Linked DNA regions of Capsicum annuum: region 2 is linked to region 1. A link is a contact called in public Hi-C data. All regions are on one chromosome and are shown on one strand. The core of a region is the stretch at or near the end of the contact, and the rest is flanking DNA. Distances in the headings are between cores, read along the strand shown.

Region 1 (2,700 bases), core at 194-2,693:
GAGCAATCAAAAATGACAATTGTTAAAGTGATAAAGAGATCATTTTTTATCATTAATTGTAAGTATAGAAACCATGATAATTTACTAAGAATCTTCACTCCAAACAGAATAAGATAGGGCAGAATTAAATGTTTGTTTTATATGGACTTTTGGAATTGAAAGCATGTAAGCATATACTCCAATTCTAGTTCTGATTTTTAAGAGGAAAAAGAGCTATTCAAAGAGCATGTTACTCATAATCCATTAAATGGTGCATTCACAGAATTCCATACATATCACGTAGACTTGTGTTAACAAAGCATAAAATTTTACTGATATAAATATTTGGTTGAGTGAACAGAAAAAAACAATCATGTTACTATGAAAATATCTTGACACAACCTACTGTCATTCAAATTCACGACTTGTTCGTATCTGTTTTAAAGAGTTGAATCACAATAATCGAAATAATCTTTTAAGGAATCAACTAACCTCGAAACAAGCAGCGTAACTTTCAACTAACCACAAAACAAAACCAGTCATGAGAAATCAAACGCATAACCACCAACTTGTCAAAATAATTTTAAGAAATCCTAAGTTTCTACAGCACATAATTCAGCCACTATGCTACTTGAGCGAAGAAGAACAAATAATTAGGGAATTTAAAAGAGAATGGTGTGTTTACCTTTTTTCGAGTAGAGAACGGGAATTACGAGTCAGTCAGGATGGAATTTCACAACTTGCAAAAATTTAGACGATTTCAATGAATTTAGGCGAATTTCACCGTGAACTTCTTGGTTACGTGAGATTAGAGGAGTGCTCTTCCAAAATCCACATTTTCCCCCCCAAAAAGTCCTTCTCCTCCCTTCTATCCCCCCACTATCTATTTATAGAAGTAGATTGGGAGAATTTACTAGGGTTTTGGATTTGAAATTAATGGATTTCAAATCCAAATTTGAGCTGATTTTTGAAATTCACAGTAAGACGAAAACCATTAATGGTCCTTGTACTCAGAAGTCTGTGGATGGATGAAAAGAAAACGTTGGCTTGGTTAGTCAAAGAAGGTGAATTAATTTTTTCCCCAAATTGGTGAACGGCAAACTGAAAAGTTGAAATCCCTCTGCATTTTAGCCATGAACGACTATCCGAGATGGCAATGAACGACTATCCGAGATGGCAAAATAGTAACTTGGCCATCTGAGGTTTTGCCGTTGGTTAACCGTCATTGTTGCTGTTGTATGTGGTATGCCGTGGTCCGCTGTTAACGTTGGTATTGCTTGGAAATTGCGGGTTTGGTGCTTATGGTGTTGTACCCGGGTTTTGCTGTTGCATTTTCTGTTGGAATGGTTGAGCACCGTTATTGAATGTTGTTGTTACAGTTGTTGAGGTTGTTTTAGCGTTGTATTGTACGTTGATGTGTTATTGGAAGTAGTAGTAATTTGTACGGGTAAAGGGGTATAAAGGGTGGATTGGTTTGGGTCGGGCGGATCGGTTCTTGGAGGTGGGCCGGCTGAGGTTTAAAGGAGAAGGCTGGGTTTGTTTTTATGTCGACTGATGCTGCTGATGTTATTGTTTTGGGCCTGGTGACCCAATTTAGGAAATTGGAAAGGGGGGTTGGGTAAAATGGTAGATTAGGTTATTTCAAAAACAGTCGCATGTTAGAATTTTAGTCAATTGTATTTGAGATTTTAATTATGTTTAAAGTCAATTGGTCAATTGCATTACAATTATGGTCAAGTTGATTTCAATTGCAGATAAATTTAATTAATTGACTAAATTGAATCAAAATTTTTAATGAATTAACAACTAATTTAATTCTGAGTTTCTTGATTTACTAAAATCAAACAAATATTTTCCAAATAGATTATTTTTTAGAAGAATAAATTATATTTAGACCAAAGTTTATCCATTAACTAATTTTCGAGATGTTTCTTCATTAAAAATTAATTTTTGATAAAATAACCATTTAAGTAATCAAAATTATACGATCTCATATACGAGAATACGAAAAAATATAATTTGTTTCTTAAATGACAATTTTACGCAAATAAATATTTTAGAAAGAATTTATCCAATAAAATAAATATTTCAATTGTACTTATAACTGAAGAAACTCAGAATTAAACTTAGTTGTAGAAGGTAAAAATTAGGTGTCAACAACTGCTCCCTCCCTTTGTTTAGGGTGGATATAAGTAACCCTGGACAAAGTGAGTTTGACGTTCCTAATTTTTGTCCGGCCACAAATTCGTTTCTCGAAACGGGGTGGATCTTCGCACGAGTTTTGTAGAGTTATGGTCAAACCTCGGTATCGAATTTCCTACATATCTGAGGTTATATGAGATTCAGGCTACTTGTAATTTATAAAGCTTGATTCTGAGCATGATTTTTAGTGAATTCTATAGTTATTCTGACTTTTGAATTTTTGGTGAAATCAAAAAGCTGAGAAATAAGCGGGTTGGGGGGAGGTTGGAATGCAGTCGAGTTTTCAAAAAAGAGCCCAGCCTACATATTCCTGAAACCCAGGAAATCAGACTGCCTGTAGTTCGACTTGATCGGTGTAAAAGACAGTCTCTTAGTTAAGAAAACCTTTGGTTTGGAATGAGTGACAAATGCACCGAGTTATGGAAAGAGGTTTTCATTTATCTCAATCATGAATGTGGGGGCCCTTTACACCTGCAACTGAGAGCTACATGTACATAATTTTCAAAGCTCGAAGTGCGT
Region 2 (2,700 bases), core at 64-2,563, 130 kb before region 1:
CCCCAACTGCACCCCTTTTCACCATTTCAGAAGCACAACCCACACTTTCCTTTGTACCATAATACAAACCCTTCATTACTTCATCAAAAACTCCACTTTTCCCAAGCCCATCTTCACTTCCTTCATTTGGGCTCACCAAAAAAAGCCCTTCTTCTAATGGCCCACCAAAGAACAACGGCCTATTCGCGAACGTCCCGGGCATGTCCAACGCTGATGATCTCATTTCCTTAATGGACATAAGCGAAGGCCTATTGAGAATTAAGCCCGTTGGGATGAACCCCAATGACAACAAGAGAACTACAGTCCGCTCAAAAATATTATCTCCTTGTAGCTTCTCAGTGGCAATCAGCAAGCAGCCCTTTTCTGGTTCGTGAATTGTGTGGGCCCATTTGCTGCCAATTGTGACGGCCGGAGGTGGCGGAAGATCGTCGACGGTGTCGGGATTGACGACGGAAGAGGGATCTTCCGACCGGGAAGCTCGTTCTCCGGCAACTAATCTAGCTCGAAATGAACGCCAATCCCTTTCAGCAAAAGGTTTTCCTTCATCTTGAGGTGAAGGTGATGAGAATGGTGAGCTTGCTTGACAACCTACAAGTACAACATTCTCTCAATATATGTTTCCCTTGAAGGGGAACTTCGAGTAATTGATAAAGTAGAAAATTGCTCAAAATTTTAGTGCAATACTTTGTTTCTTTGCTTAGTTTTCAGCAAAAAGAAAAAGGTACTCACACAACTACCATTTGAAAAGTCCACAACTAGTATTTGAAAAGTCAGTAGGATTTTTGACTGATGACAATTGTTTCATGTCTTTTAAAATATTTTAAATTATCAATTCAATATATGTAGTCTTTTTTATGTAATTTCTAAAGATGTAAATTTTCAAACAAACATTTGAAAATTTTTGAGTTGAATTTACACTAAAACGTAGATAGTTTAACCCTTGTACTTTGAATGGTATTACAGGATAGCCATTGAGATACAAAAGCAAGACAAGAAGAAACACGTACTCACATGTAACTGACAAAGGAGTGCCAACTTTTTTGAGCTGATGAAACTGACTAACAGATGACCTTCTTCTTGTAGAACAAGAAATTCTTGATCCTAACAAAGGGAAGAGTTTCTCTGAGAAGGGCTTTGAAGTGACAAAGCAAGCTTCCATATTGGTCTAGAAATTCTTGGTTTATTAGCCAAAAAGTACTGCAGCAGATGCAAACTGATCAGTGTATATTGGATAAATGGATATAGGTAAAAGAGTTTATGTATAAAGAGAGAAATCATTGTGTGTTATATATGGAGAATGTAGTTAAATGTAGACCACATGAAGTTTTTTAGCCAATCCTATACAAGTAGGATGCTTTTTCACTGTTGTCATATTGGCTTTCCTAAAAGTTAGGGATAGTGGATATGGCTTTACACATAAGCAGAAAAGCCAACAGTTATAAGATGACACGTGTATATATCAAGCAGTTGTTTGGTTCTTATAAGTTTGAGTTGGCTAAGGTTTGATCTGTAGAAATCTAGTGCACTTTTTTGAGTGATGTGTTGTGATTCTAGCCACAGACTTGTCAGTATGACTTCTTGCTTCTTTAGCCTTTTCTTCTTTTGTCCTTTCATTCTTTCTTGATTTGTAGTATTATGTTTTTTAAAAAATGGATAATATTGGAGAGTCTATCCAAAACAAATTATCTATGCTACAAAGGTAGAAATTATCCAAAACAATTTGTCTATACTGCAAAGGTAGAAATTAAATCTGCATATAATCCTATTTTTTTCACACCCCGCTTTGGGATTACACTAAGATGTTGTTTGGTTTCAATTGTATGGTCAAGAGGAGTTTGGAGAAAATTTAAGTTAAGATTTAGGTGAAAATATTCTGATACTTTTAGCCTTTCCTTCCTCAATTTTCTTCAAGTCATTTGGTGATTCAACTAGTTACCACTCAAAGCGAAAACTGATTAAACATCTATCCCAGGTGGCTACATTAACTAAAAGGAAATATCAAATTGAATGTTATTATTTGGTTTTGGTGCTACATTACATGGAAGCTCAAAAGCTTCTCCAATATGAGCCATTACAACCTAAAAGATCAAGCATAATGCTCTAATTCAGAAATAATCCCATAGTCACAAAATATACTTCTCCACCAAAAGAATATTACTCCATCACATAACTAGAAATGTCAAACTAGAACACCAGGAATGGAAAACCTTTTGGTTAAGAGTGGTTTACTCCCTTAGCGTCATATCTCATGTGAATCTTGAATTTCCCCTTGCAGTAGAAGCAGATCAAGGAAGTTAAGTCAGTGGGTTCGGAGTACCACGGCGTCCATTATAATTTAGTGAGTTAGTAGCAATTTGTTTAATACTACAATGTGTACTTTTTTGGAAAAAACAAAAAACAATTGAGCTATATACAAAGCTCAAGATGCACTATGATCTACTCCCCTATGCCACATGCGGTTCTATCTTCACTTCCAATGCTGCACTTGTGTTGGATTCTTCAAAAATACATTATTTTTGGAGAATTCGGCATGCACTCATTGACACATTTGAAGAGCCCGAGCAATATCGATGCGGGTATTAGTTAATATTATTCTGCACATGAATCTTCCTCAACTCTCGCAAGGGTAGGTATTTGGCCATGATCAACAAAATCAATCTTGTTCAGTCTAACACAACCAAGCACTTTCTCTGGCAGCTC

Evidence for each region. Hi-C and Micro-C count contacts between places; a contact is called where the count stands out from the background.
Region 2: a Hi-C map of leaf shows a contact between it and region 1, with 3 times the contacts expected there. The contact joins the promoter of LOC107858765 here to the enhancer-like site in region 1. A contact is called at or near these places in 3 of 5 Hi-C or Micro-C datasets (bud, leaf and placenta).

What each region holds. Positions count from the first base shown.
Region 1 is chr2:92,981,199-92,983,898 of UCD10Xv1.1, reverse strand. No RefSeq gene overlaps it. Among protein-coding and RNA genes, the nearest start is that of LOC107858762, 120 kb to the left of the region's middle. Within about 2 kb of position 1,443, at least 5 of the 5 cell types and tissues checked have an H3K27ac peak or open chromatin away from gene starts, as enhancers often do. A contact at or near this core is called in bud and leaf, where this site is marked.
Region 2 is chr2:93,107,081-93,109,780 of UCD10Xv1.1, reverse strand. LOC107858765 (UPF0301 protein CHU_1773) reads right to left here and starts at 1,313. Exons shown (of 2, transcript XM_016703548.2): 1 at 1,012-1,313; 2 at 1-588. The coding sequence starts at 1,159. LOC107858762 reads right to left here. Exons shown (of 10, transcript XM_016703540.2): 10 at 2,291-2,700. The coding sequence ends at 2,590.